Linked DNA regions of Columba livia: region 2 is linked to region 1. Evidence: chromatin contacts called from public Hi-C data. All regions are on one chromosome and are shown on one strand. Each heading gives the region's core, a stretch centred on a gene start, on an enhancer-like site or on the middle of the called end of the contact. The rest is flanking DNA. Distances are from core to core; before and after follow the strand shown. Region 1 overlaps AKAP13 (A-kinase anchoring protein 13). Region 2 holds the start of AKAP13 (A-kinase anchoring protein 13).

Evidence for each region. Hi-C and Micro-C count contacts between places; a contact is called where the count stands out from the background.
Region 2: a Hi-C map of liver shows a contact between it and region 1, with 4 times the contacts expected there. The contact joins the promoter of AKAP13 here to the enhancer-like site in region 1. A contact is called at or near these places in 2 of 2 Hi-C or Micro-C datasets (crop and liver).

Annotation. Positions count from the first base shown.
Region 1 is chr11:6,517,731-6,524,215 of bColLiv1.pat.W.v2, reverse strand. The region is part of intron 4 of AKAP13 (A-kinase anchoring protein 13); the gene reads left to right. Among named protein-coding and RNA genes, the nearest start is that of AKAP13, 72 kb to the left of the region's middle. Within about 2 kb of position 3,830, at least 1 of the 3 cell types and tissues checked has an H3K27ac peak away from gene starts, as active enhancers do.
Region 2 is chr11:6,590,125-6,596,416 of bColLiv1.pat.W.v2, reverse strand. AKAP13 (A-kinase anchoring protein 13) reads left to right here and starts at 3,047. Exons shown (of 40, transcript XM_065076595.1): 1 at 3,047-3,228.

The DNA.
Region 1 (6,485 bases), core at 2,581-5,080:
TCGGCTCTGTGCTGAGAGGATCTGATAAACCTCTTGTCTTTTATTTGTTGTGTACTTGATTTCTTCTTAATGACAAACCAGTTTTCTGCCCCACCTTCAAAATGTCTTTGAATTATGAATGAGTGGAAGGCCTCTGAGCACCTTTTACAAATAAAATATTCGCTTGTGTTGCTTGTGGAAGAACCTGCTTCTTGATTTTAAGAAAGTTGGTTGAGGCGCCTGAATAAACTGATTTTATTTGAGAGAAGCACATTTCAACTTGTCTAGTTCTGCTTTCATTCTGCAGGCAAAATAGTTTCCTCACTGAACTGTGGTTATAGTATCATAGAATGGTTTGGCTTGGAAGGGACCTTAAAGATTTGATGAAGACATGATGTTTTCAGATAACCTCCCAAATCTCCTGGGTTCTACCTGCAGTGCCTCTTGTCTGCTTCTGAACGTTGTGCTCCATGCTGTATCTATGCAAATGTTTGTCCTCCGCCTTGCTCAGTAAAGCAATTCCATATTGTGCTTAAGTGGAAAATAACCTGAGATTGATTGTTCTGCGCAAAGATAGATGCTGTGCACTGCCATCAAGTGGCAGTTCTGTTGCAGGACACATTCACAGGATTGCCTGTGTTTGTATCTTTGCTTCAAAGTGTTTCTTCTAAGCATTGCTAAAGTTTCCATCTGTCGAGAAGTTGTGGTTGCGGGGGGTACTTCTTTGGTAAGATAACGGTTATAAGGGTTTCTATTCTCTAATGGCAAAAATGTCACTTTAAAAAGTACCTCAGTCGTTACAGCAGCTCCGAGTACTGTAGTTGTGAAATATTTAAAGACTGGTGGGGATATTTTGCAGCTGGCAGGAAAATGAGTGCTCTGGAACATACTCTGAGCTCTGTCTCTTCGAGGGTTTTGCTGTACTGTAGAGGAGGCTGAAGCATCAATAAAACACCATCCTTCTATTTTCTGATGCCTTTGGATGTTAGCATTCAAACCTGATTTTTTTTTCTTCAAGACACATCAAAGCTCTTTGTGAAAATTCTCCCGTGAACACAAGATTGTGTCATCATATGTACTTTTATCTTCCAGGAACTGTGACTCTCCCCATCTCTCTGGAGCCAGAATAGCTGAATTTCTGTTAGTCACTAAATACATTCGAACTGCCTGCTAGTTCTCACAAGCACAACTATTTTGTTGTGATTGCTATGTGAGTAATTAGTAGGAAATACTATCAATCACTCAGGCAGCTGGTAATAAAATTAACTGGTTCAGGTCTAACAGTGTGATGGACAGAAGAGGCTTTAGGATAAGATCAGAGCAAGACTCCCATCAATTTGAGCGTGTTTTATAGGAACTGATTGTAGTAGTTTCCACAATTTCTGAAAAAAACCTCTAATAGTAAGATTAATACTTGTGTGGAAACCGCCTGGTACTGGAGGAGATATTTGGACATAGAATTTCCCCTTTCATCTTGTGTTCATGTTCATGTGGTGGCATTATATGGGCATTTGCATAGTTTAGAGGGCAACCCCTAATGTCTTATTGCTTGTGTACCTGCATACCCAGTGCTCTGTACCAGAGCTGTGTGGGGCTTGTGGTGGAGGGTTTGGGGTCACTGTCAGTAGGTGCTAATTCTGGCAGTACAGGCCATGATGACTGGGGACAGCAAGCACACAATGTTTTAAATGAATGATCTGGCTAACATGAAGCCACCCAAATAAATGGAAAGTTAAATAATATTTTCTTCACTATACTGCCAATTTCACCCAAACAGTAAAATTATAGCAGTTCTTCCCTAGATGTTTACATGTAACACAAATGGTTGAATGGCGCTTTTCCTCTGTTTTTCTCCTTAACTTTGATTGTTGCCGTTGTGCTGTTAATTTTGTTGTTGATTTTATCATGTCCTCCTGTGTGCTAAAAATTAGTAGAAGTGACATTGGCTGTTTGGTTGTGTGCAGGCTGTCTGAACAGCACTGTGTGGCACCAAGCAGATGCACTAAGCACGCTCTGAACAAGTGTTGGTAACATAAGCACGACAGAGCACGCGGAGCCCCGTGCTAAGGCAATGATACAGCTAAATCAGCTATTAACAGCCCAATCTAATAACTTGCCTGGCTCCGTGTAGCAAAGCGGTATGTCATGAAGATGTACCCATGGAGATAAATCATGTCTCTTTCAGCACTAACAAGATCCTGTTACTTTGATGGATTTTCTGTTGGCAGTCTGTAGAGATCTCCTTCAAGCTGCCTGGATTAATATGGGTGTAATACTTATAATAGCATCTTGACACTCAATAAAGATTCATCTCTGTGCTGATTGATTTGTAGACTGACAGAGACATGCTCTGTCAAAGGAAGTGTGCTACTCATAGGAGATTTCTTCAAGTATATCCATTTCTGCAGGAGTTTGTGTTGCTCATGCGGGTTCAGAAGAGGAAATCCACCCCTTGCTCACCACAAACCATTTATCTCTTCGTGAATAAACCCTGCTGCAGGATTAGACACCTGGACCTACTGTGAGATTGTGTTAATAAATCAGCTGTAATGATGCTGCTCCTGCAGACAGGGATGTCAAGGGTGTCCATGGTGTGTTTTTAGCACAGGGTGCGCTCAGGATGGATCAGTGGGAGCCAGCTTCGGCCTGGAGGCAACAGTTCTGGGCTCTCGTAGATGTCCATGTTTTGCCACATATTCCTTTTACCCAAAGAGTTTTAAAGAAGTGGTCTCTTGACTCTATATCCCTACTTTCCTGTGTCAATCTTTTATCCATCAGCATGCTAAGCGGAACTTATTTTTGGACCAGATTCTTTCTCACCTTGGAGGGAAGAAAGTGGTGGAGAGAAGAAATTTACTTAACATACATGTCAGTGTTTCGGTCATGGCTTTGTGGCCAGCACCGGAAGAGGAGATCTCTTAGTTTAGTGCAGCGTTAATGAAATATAGAAGGTACCACCTTGAGTTGCTCTGTGGGCTGGCAGAAGAACTTGTGCCATCATTCTGCTCTTTTGGTGACCTGTGGGCAAGACATTACGGTCCGCAGTTTCATCTTCATGAGGGTAAGAGACTGCATTGCAAAAACCTGCGTTTCTTATCACAGAATGGCTCACTATTTGTTCTGTTAACCTGAAACCCTTTGCTAACAGAAATTGTAGCAATGCTGTTAATTTAGATGGCAAACAAAGCTAGGTTTGGAGATGGATTTTTTTGTTTTGTTTTGTTTTAACATTGTAGTCATTCTTGTTGTCTTCCCTTGTGATTTTAAAAAATTTATTTATTTTAAGAAAACAAGAAAAAACTTCTCTCTGCTTCATGCTTCTTTAAGACCAAGAAGTTTTAAGTCATTGACTATGAAAAAGGACCCAAATCTACCCCAAACTTGGCAGCTCGCCATTCTGTTTATTACTGGAGTCTCTCCCTGGAGGCTTTATCTGCAGGAGGTTGCAACACTCCAGCTGAACAACATTCATCTTTCTCCATGCTCCTGACCCAGGTCACTGCCTTTATCAAGGGGGATGTCTCCAGGCGAGGAGGGATTTCTCGAGCCGCTCGTGTTCAGACAGATTTCACAGCCCTGCCTTTCTTTCTGGGGACTGGAAGTTCTGCAGAATAAACTGCTTTTGATGTTTTGTTTTGTTTTGTTTTTTTCTATTAAATGCTCCTGTGAGTCAATATGTACTGGTGAATCTGAGGATGTCTGTATTGACTGCTGTTATCTTCCCGTAACAGATACCTCTGACCATGTCCCTTGGTCTGTTCCTTTTATATATGTGTACTGGGAGCTTGCAGAGTAAGTGGCCACATGCACAGAAAGGGATGGACGTTCCAAATAGCATCATTGCAGCACCTGGAAGTACCAGGAAGCAACATCCAGGCCTTAATGTTGTTCTCAAGAGGAAAAATGCATTCGAGATTGAGGTGCCGTTACAAACTCGCCCCATGTGAAGGCAGAGAGGGAAGGGAATTCAGCTGGATGCTTTGTGGGTATGACCTGTGCTCAGATTTCACTCCTCTGGGCTGAGCTGCTCGTCTTCTGTTAACTGGAATAGCAGCCTGGAAGAATTTGCTGGATGTAGGTTATTTTTTTTCCCCTTGGTTTTATGAGCCAGCTGTGATAGTGCTTGGTGACTGCATTGTGTCTGACCAACTGGAGCACTTAGACCTGGGAAAACTGAGATCCAGTCCTTTCTCAATCAGAAGGGTTATTCCAGGAGACGAGAGCACTGTCATGTTTGCTCTAAAAAGTGTTGCCCAAACTCTTCTGCAATCAGGAGCCCATGCAGCCGTACCTGGTCTTGTGTTCTGCTTGGAGATGTCAGTGTGTCCCATGTGCTGCCGATGTCCTTTCCAGGTGTGGTTCTCCAGGGCGTTAAGAACATGTTTGTACCAACCTCAGGTAACTTTAGATGGGAAGGATTTTCCAGGATACTCAGCCGGGACATGGACACTGGCTGGGAGCAAAGGTTTAGCTGTTGTGTACTGGCAGGGGTAGATGGTAATGGATCATAGAGCATCTAAAAAATTATATTTTACTTTTTTTTTTCTTGTGGGATGATTTTGGCTACATTTTCTAAAGTTGCCTCTTCCATCCTCCAGCTGATTTCAGGTATTCTAGTTTTCAATTTGAGGTGGAATAGTCTCAACTTTCCTTTTGATTTTGTCTAACTTAACTATTGTCGGTCCTGTGCACTTTCCAAAGAAAATGTCATAGGATTGAAAAGACAGGTTTTCCTTTCAACACAATTTGGGTGAAAAATACTCAGTGTGTTCCCATTTCATTGATGCGGAAACTCAAAGCACAGGGATGTGAAAGGACTTGCATCCTGCTGTAATTACAGCCTGATCCTGTGTACTCTGTGTCATTCACTAGCTGGGGTAACAGCAAGTCCAGCTCCATCTAAAAGTGGATAAATAAAGGTACCAGTAAGCCTGAATTCCTTGAAGGAGGAGGAAGAAACCGCAGCTGTCCTCCTGGGTACAGTGCCGCTCTCTTGAGAGCTGTTTAGAGTTTCCCAAAATGGAGAAAAAAAAAATCTGTTTCAAAAGCATGCTTCTCTTTTTGTGTCCCAGCACAATGTAATAAGCATTGACCCAAGAAGAATCTGATTCATGGTATGAATAGCGGAAACTAAACAAAATTCGTTGCAGTGGCAGGTTACGTTTACTCATGTAATCCAGCACCTAATCCAGCCCCTTTAATAAAGCATCGTAATGCTGAAGTCTACAACAGCTCTTTAAAAGGAAATATATTGGGAGGAAGGTTTCTTTCCTTGTATGTGCCTCTCTCAGCTTCCTAACACATGGACTTTCCATCACTGGCTGGGCTTTACCTGCATGAAAAAACAGCTGGAGATAGCAATGGTCATCAGCAGCAATTTTGCTTTTCTGCAAAGAACAAATTCAGGGTTACTGGTTGTTAGTGTTTTCTCATTAAAAACAGAATGCTAAAGTAATGCTTGAGTGCTTCAGTATTGCTATCTAACACACGCTTCATTTTCGTAAGTATTTTTAGAGTGTGTGTGTGGAAGTCAGAGTGGGTGGTTAATGGGTTAGATAATGTACTTCAAAATTCCCAGTATGAACCATGGGGGGAAAGCCAGTTTAGAAATCACATGCTGCAGCTATAAAAATACAGCTTCACAACTTTAAACTTTGTTAGCCAGCATGATAAGGATATTTTTCCCTTCATCATCCCTTGTAGAGAAATGTACCTGTTGCTGGCAGAGCCGATATCCCTCAGGGAAAATGCCCCTGGCCAGCTCTACTCATGGTTTTCATCTTCAATTCTTTATTTGCTGGAACTGTCCCTATGGTCCCAGTTCTGCAAAACCAGAAAGATTTCCAGAACCTGAAGTGGAAAAGAAAGACGTCTTCGCGTGCTTAAAACGATTATTTATTTTTGGAAAGTGGATAGTGTTTTTCAGCTATATAACATAAGTGATCTTTATCCTTTTGAGCTTAGAGGTGTTGTTTGCTTCATTGTTGCTTCCAAATATTGCTGAAGTAATCTATTAAAAAAAATCCTTTGAAATTAAATAATTTTTACAGACATGGAAACAAAGTCTGAGGAAGAAGAAATGATTACTCAAAATTGCTTGTACTTTGCCTACACGCAATCCCTGTGCCTTTATAAATCCAGCACTGGAAAAACAAATACCTAAAAGGTGGAAATATGCTGACAAACAGGTGCATCGTCTATCTAGTTTTGGTTTTTAGACATAATAACAGTATTTGAGCCTTTTGAGAGATAATTATATTTCTGCTGCCTTATCTAAGCCAAAGGTTCAGAGATGTGCCACACTAAAATTACTTTCTGAATTGCTTTATAGTAGGTTCAAGTCTAAGGTCATGGCTTTAAACCCATCCCTTGCTGAGGCAAGCCTTCCGCTTTCTCCCTTTGGTTTCACAAAAGGAATATATTCAGAGGAAAGAGCCACATCCACCTTTTTTGCATCCCATTACAGCTGTCTGAAACCAGAGATTTTCAGATCTGAACGAAGGGAG
Region 2 (6,292 bases), core at 1,798-4,297, 73 kb before region 1:
GCTCACAGGACTTTAGAGATTACATTGGTAGGGAAGAAGGAAAATGATATTCAAATCTTTTCAGGTGTAGCTGCCTTTATCTCAGCCACCAGGCACTGGCTTCAAACAAGCAGGAACACAAAGAAAACACCATGCACTGTTGTCAGCCTCATTAATGTTCAGTGTCTCAGTTTTGTAGCTGCTTAAACACGATGAAAACAAATCTTTAATAGTTGCTGCTTCCATCATTACATTGCACTCTGTTTTCTATTCAGTTGCAAGGACAGCTAATTTCCAGCAAATGGGAACAATGTGCTCATATTGCTAATTCATGCCACTACACACAAATGTTCAGATTATGTTGTGCAGATCCAAATTCCATTCTCATTCATGAGTGCAACTCACACTTAAATCCAGGTTCCCAGGAAGAAGTAGGGAGCCCTGTAGCAAAGCTGGTGACAAATTAAAACCTGAAAGAGACAATGAAAGAACATCTGATATATTTTATTTTATTTTTTTTATAGTGTTTGAAAAGCAGACCTGGACGTATGGCAAATGGTGAAACCCAGAGGAACCAGTGCCAGAGGTGATTTGAAGGCAAATGATTTGTCAGGAGCCTGGCATCCACAAAGCTGCTGCACAAATTTCCCTTCATCCGCTGACTCTCTGTTTTGGCTTGTGGCTATATGTGGGTGCAGACAGGATATTTTGAGATAAAGAATTTGGGGGTGGATAACAGTTTAGAGACAAAAGTAAAGCACAGACTACACCTTGGGGAACGGTGAAGTAAAAAGGATGTATTTTATCAAGCGCTGGGCATCTGAAGTGGCTCATCCAGCCTTTTTGAAGCAGATGCTCACGGGTCTCTGGTCCTGGAGCATCACAAGGGAATATTTCTGATATGAAAAATTACACTTTGTCTGCCCGTGTTTTGATTCACACTCCTTGACTGAAAGATCCATAACACCTTTGATGAATGGGGTCCATCAGTTTATCGTCCTGCTTTGGTGCTAAGCTGCTGCATCATCTTTCCTTGAAATTTTCCACGCTGATTTCCTTGCCTCCTGGTTTAGAATATCAGTAAATGCTCCTGGACAGCCTTGCTGTCAGATCTCCTTTGCACCCATGTGCCAAAAAGACTTCCCCAAAGCATTTCCAAACCATTTGCAAGAGCAACACATGTGAGCCCATATACATGGACGTGTACATGGCTGGTACAGACTCAGCTGGGAGGCTGAGCCTTCTTTTGGTGCTTCTAATCCCCTCAATATGACTGTGGGTCCCCTACAGCAAGACCAGGGCTGTGTCAGCTCCAGGCAAGGCAGCAGAAGGCAGAGGTTGACTTACCTGGCTGGAGATGACAAGCAGAGAAGAAATGTTCCCTTGATGGACAACCAAGAGGGCTGAGCTACAGATCTTGGTGTGTGTGTTATGGAAAATTTTAGGCATCTGTTATCTGTTACCATGCTACCTCGCTCAGGATTGCCTCAGATGTTATGAGGTAGGTTGGGCTGGGCTGGGTTAGTCATTGGTTGGTTGGAGACTTATAGGGGACAGTTTCTGCAAGAAGTGGCTTTTCACTAGATGGTGCTCTTTCCTGAGCCATCACTGTGCCTGACCCCTCTTCATGAGTCTGGGAACTTCCAAGTCATCTGTCTCATAATCCCTTTTTACAGGGGTGGGAGAAGGTAAAAGAAAATGTATTTCCAGTATCCCTGCTTTCATGTGCCTCACCCTGTTGGAGCCACACAAAAAAAAATACTGCTTTACATCCTGGTTGAAAAGGGTGTACAACGTTGACACGTTCCAGTCCCTACAATTACCACATTGCACAAGTGTTAAAAGCATTTTTATGATTTCAGTTGATTTAAATAGGATCAGTAGTGCATATTTTGGAAGACAATGCCAAGTTCACACGCAGTGTTTTCAGCAGAAAATCTTCTGCACCGTACGCAGCATTGTTATTTCTGTTCTACCTAGAGAGAACACGATGTACAGCAATTACCTGCAGCCTTTGCCCAGTGCTCTGGCCAGCAGCAAGGTCTTGTTGGGAAGTATTGTGAAGTGTTGTTGAGGTCAGTTGTCGTGAGGTGGGGCTGCCCAGCTCTAGTAGGGCACAAAACATACATTTAACTCAGATTGCTACTATCTTTGTGGACATGATCACCTGGGCACCACCAGGTCTAGTGGGACATATGTGTGTACAGTAGCTTAAACAGAGTGGAAATGTTGGGCCACCATATGTACCCAAAGCTTCTAACAAAAATGGTAACTGAAGGCAAGTCACCACCACAACAGATCATGCATCTTCGTTCCCAGGAGCCTCCTCAGAGCCAGCCACATGTGGACCACAGGCCCCATGAACTCGTTTGCTAATGGTGAGTTGCCTTTTCCACCATTTTTCCAGGGCAAGCCATGGGAATGGTATGGGAGATGTCACTCGGTAAAATGTACACACCACATACAATGGCAGAGGAACAGGAGAAAGGTAGCAAGGAGCAGGACAAGACCATGGGCTGGCTTGGTGGGACTCGAGTTGAGCTGCTAGATTTTGTGATGGGTATAGATGTGCAGCTCACCTTCATGGCTCGACAGCTTGTGTTCTCAGCTCTGTAAGAGGCATTCTAACTGCAGGAGATGGGAACGCTAGAAATGCAACCCCAAGTAAAACGAGTCCTTAAATCTGGAGTTTAGTGCACGGCAAGTAAGACTCTCCTTCAAATACAAATAAGCAAACAGCATAAGAAGTGGTCTGTGTCCTTTCACACCAGCAGGCCAGTATCATAAACAAGTAGATGGATCTCCCACAGCAGCTGAGTAAACCAGGAAAGGACAAACGGGAGCAGAAGCAGCCAGGTGACAGGTGAGAAACCCGCACTAGCCCAGACGGGGACTCCCGGGCTTTTCCCAGCCGCTCCTCGTCCTTCTCGGGAGAAACTTACCCCCGAGCAAGTTTCCGGCACTGCCACCCTCCGCCATCCAACCCCCACCGGCCCGCCCGCTGCCGGGGGCGGCCCCGCTCGGCGCGGCTGGGCGGCGGCGCATGCGGGCTGGCGGCGCGGCGCGGGGGCGGGCACGGCGGCGCTGCTCAGGTTGCGGAGCCCACAGCCCCTGGCCCTCCTTCCTGCCCGCCTCCCCGGGCGGAGAGCACCCGGCCCGGCCGCCTCTTTCCCCCCTCCCCGTCCCCTTCCCTCTCCCTTCCCTCCCGGCCCCGCTGCCAGGGGCGAAGCCGCCCGCCGGGTCCCCGCGGTGAGTTTGCCCCGCTGGAGTTTGGCGAAGAGGTGGGGGGAAAGTTTGGGGAGGCCCCTGGCGGGGGTGGAGGGGGGCTCTTTCCCCCAGGGCGGGTGTGCGGGAGCCCCCCCTTCCCTTCCCGCGCCCTCGCACGCTTCCCCCGCCCTTCCTCCTCGTCCCTCGGGGGGTTTTTCTCCGCGCAACTTCGCGTGGAGACGCTCCGGGCGGTCCCTCTCCCTCGCGTGTCTTTCTTCCCGTTCATTTTATAGTTGGTATTTATTTTTAGTTTATTTCTTCGTGTTCTGTCGCGCGGCTGCTCCCCGCCGCTATTGTCTCCGGGGCCGGGTGCGCTCCCCCCGCTGCCGGCGCGGGGGTGGCGGCCCCGCTCCCCGATGGGGGGGCGGGCACGGAGCGTGCCCGAGTGTGCGCCCGGGCACACACACACCGAGCCTGCCCGCACTTCCTCGCTGTTCAAATTCTTGATACCGTGATCCGAAAAACAAATAAACAAACAAAACCCCAAACAAAAACCCAAGAAAACCTTCCGTGCTCGCTGACGCAACTTTGTATCTCAGTTTATTGCAAAGAAAGTAATATGGGCTTTATATCTGAGTCTCCGGAGCAACCGGCCCGTGTTGGTTTTTCTCACCTTTGGGCCTGAGTGGGCCTTGGAAATTACTCAGAGGGACATTGCTGTGGGGCCCGTTTTGTGCATTCACTCTGTTGCTTGAAAATATAATTTTTAATTTTTTCTTCTTGAATGGAGACACTCCTTTTGAGGCAAATATCGGAGTTTCTGGACTAAGATTGTGAAAGGCTAGTTGTTTCTTAACATGTAAATTATTGGGAGTTTATTAATCCACCTTCTGCGAGTGTGTTATCCCTGCAAGTCATATAAAGGAGTTGGGATTAGTCGAGATCAATGTTGCTGACGTCTGTAATTGGTTCTGCTCCAGTGTCCTTTATGAGGCTTCACTTTAACTGGAGCTCAGAGGTGGAAAAAAAGATTTTTTTGAAAGTTTTTTTAAGAGTGTGCTGTATTGATTCTGTTGTGGATGACCAGATGGGGATGTGATAAAGGGATTTGAAATGCTGCATTTCTGTAGGACAGTTGGTAGCTGTGGTGTTCCCTGTAGTGTTGGTCAGCCATGAAACTTGAGGTACTCATGGAGATATGCGATGCAGTAGAAATATGTAAAGCATGTAGCTTCAGAACTGAGTTTAGACAGTTGGTCTGAGATCCATGAATGTTTTGTGTGCTGGGAGTTTTGGCTAATGTAATCTAGTCAGTTTCAAAGGGCTGAGCTACAATATTTCTGTTTGTGGTGACTCTCTTCAGCTTAAAATCCATCCCTTGCTGGGTGTGTTTGTCATGTTTTACATGTCCTTGCTGAGCTACTGTGGAATTGCGAAGGTGAACCAAGTTCCACATAGTTCCTTAAAGATAAGGTACTAATGATTCATTTATTACCGTGTTAGAGGAGGTGTATTTTTATACATAGATACCTCAGCAGTGGGAGTAGATTGACGTTAGCCTTATAACATCCATGCCTGTGGACAAAAGCTGCTATCTGTACTGGAGGAGCATGTGCTTAGAAGCCACTCTGGTCCAGGCTGTCACCTTCTGTGGTGACAATATCTTGCCTGGATGCTTGGGTTTGGGGCTTTCTTTTACTAGCCTGATAGCAAGGTAAGGCATGGTTGAGGATCATTTGGGCTTGTGTTGTCCCTTGGCACAAGTTCAAGCATGTACCCATCTTCCGCATTCATAGGTTGAGCCTAGTACGTCTTCTTGCAGCTCTGCCCAGCGCTGGGCAGACGGGCTAGCCTGGGGCTGTTGCTAGAAGGGCACGGATGTGGAGTTCTGCAAGGCAGACGGGTTTTGTAGGTAGCTGGAATGACAAGTCTTCTGCAGGTCGTGTGGATACATGGCATTGTGTGACGGCGTTCCAGCCTACACCTCCTGCCCGGCTCTGGTGACCAAGGGACGGCCGGCATAGCCCGAGAGGGGGGAACATGGCATGTTCCGAGTGACAGAGTCCAGCCGGGATTGCAGCCAGGGAGAAAGGCAGCAGCTCGATGTTCCTGGTTTACAGCTTCACAGCATCAAAGGAGGGAAACGCAGTTAAGAAGTCAAAGCTTCGCATAGAAACAGAGCTCTGCCAGGTAGTGTCTGATGATGGATGTTTTTAAACACAGTCTATATAGGGAAGCTTTGAGACTCAGGCTTATGCAGAACTCGCTACTAATCTCTCAGCAGGATATACTCCTGAGTAAGCTGTGTTCTGGTCTAGGGTGTGCTTGTGTGCTAAGAGGAGGATTAAGTACTGTTAAAGGAATCTGGTTATTCTATCCAAAGCATGAATTAAGGCAGTGGTCAATAAATTATACTAGAGTAAAAAAAAAAGTAGTTTTATTGCTGGTATGCATGCAGTCCTGTGTTCCAAGGGCAGTGGGTGCTTTCATATGATTTTCTGCTGGCATAATAAGTTTTAAATAGATAGCTACTTAACAAAAAAATCGGTAGTGGAAGTTGTGATGCCTGCTGTACCTATTTCTTTTCCACTCTGTCTCCACGACACCCGATGTATCTGTTTTCTCTACCTGGTATTTGGTGGTGATCCACTTCCCCATAACACCGTCCTTGAAGCAGCTTGGAAGCTTTTCTACTTATTACTGTAGCTGGTTATCTCTGCAATCTACTTGAGTGCTATTAAATGTTATTTCTATAGGGGTTCCCCACACTGGCGATAAATAGCCTGAAGTAAACTAAACCACATAGCTGATTAGCATGGAGGAACTATTTGGTTTTGGTTTTGCTCTGCTGGTGGAAGGCAGTGCTAGTCCAGGAGGCTGTGAAGGTATGATGTGCTTTCCCAGAGTCTTTTCCCAGCCTCTTGAACAGGGAATTGGCAGTTGGTGTGGTTTCCAGCCAGAGGATAACATGAGCAGCATCCCCTTTGCAGGCACACGAGAGGCTGGATGCGGGAAGCTGGGGTGGGAAGCACCTTGCAGTGTGTGATTACTGGGTGCTGCTGGGTGCCAAATGCTCTGGTGTTTGCTGGCTTGCATCAATCACCTG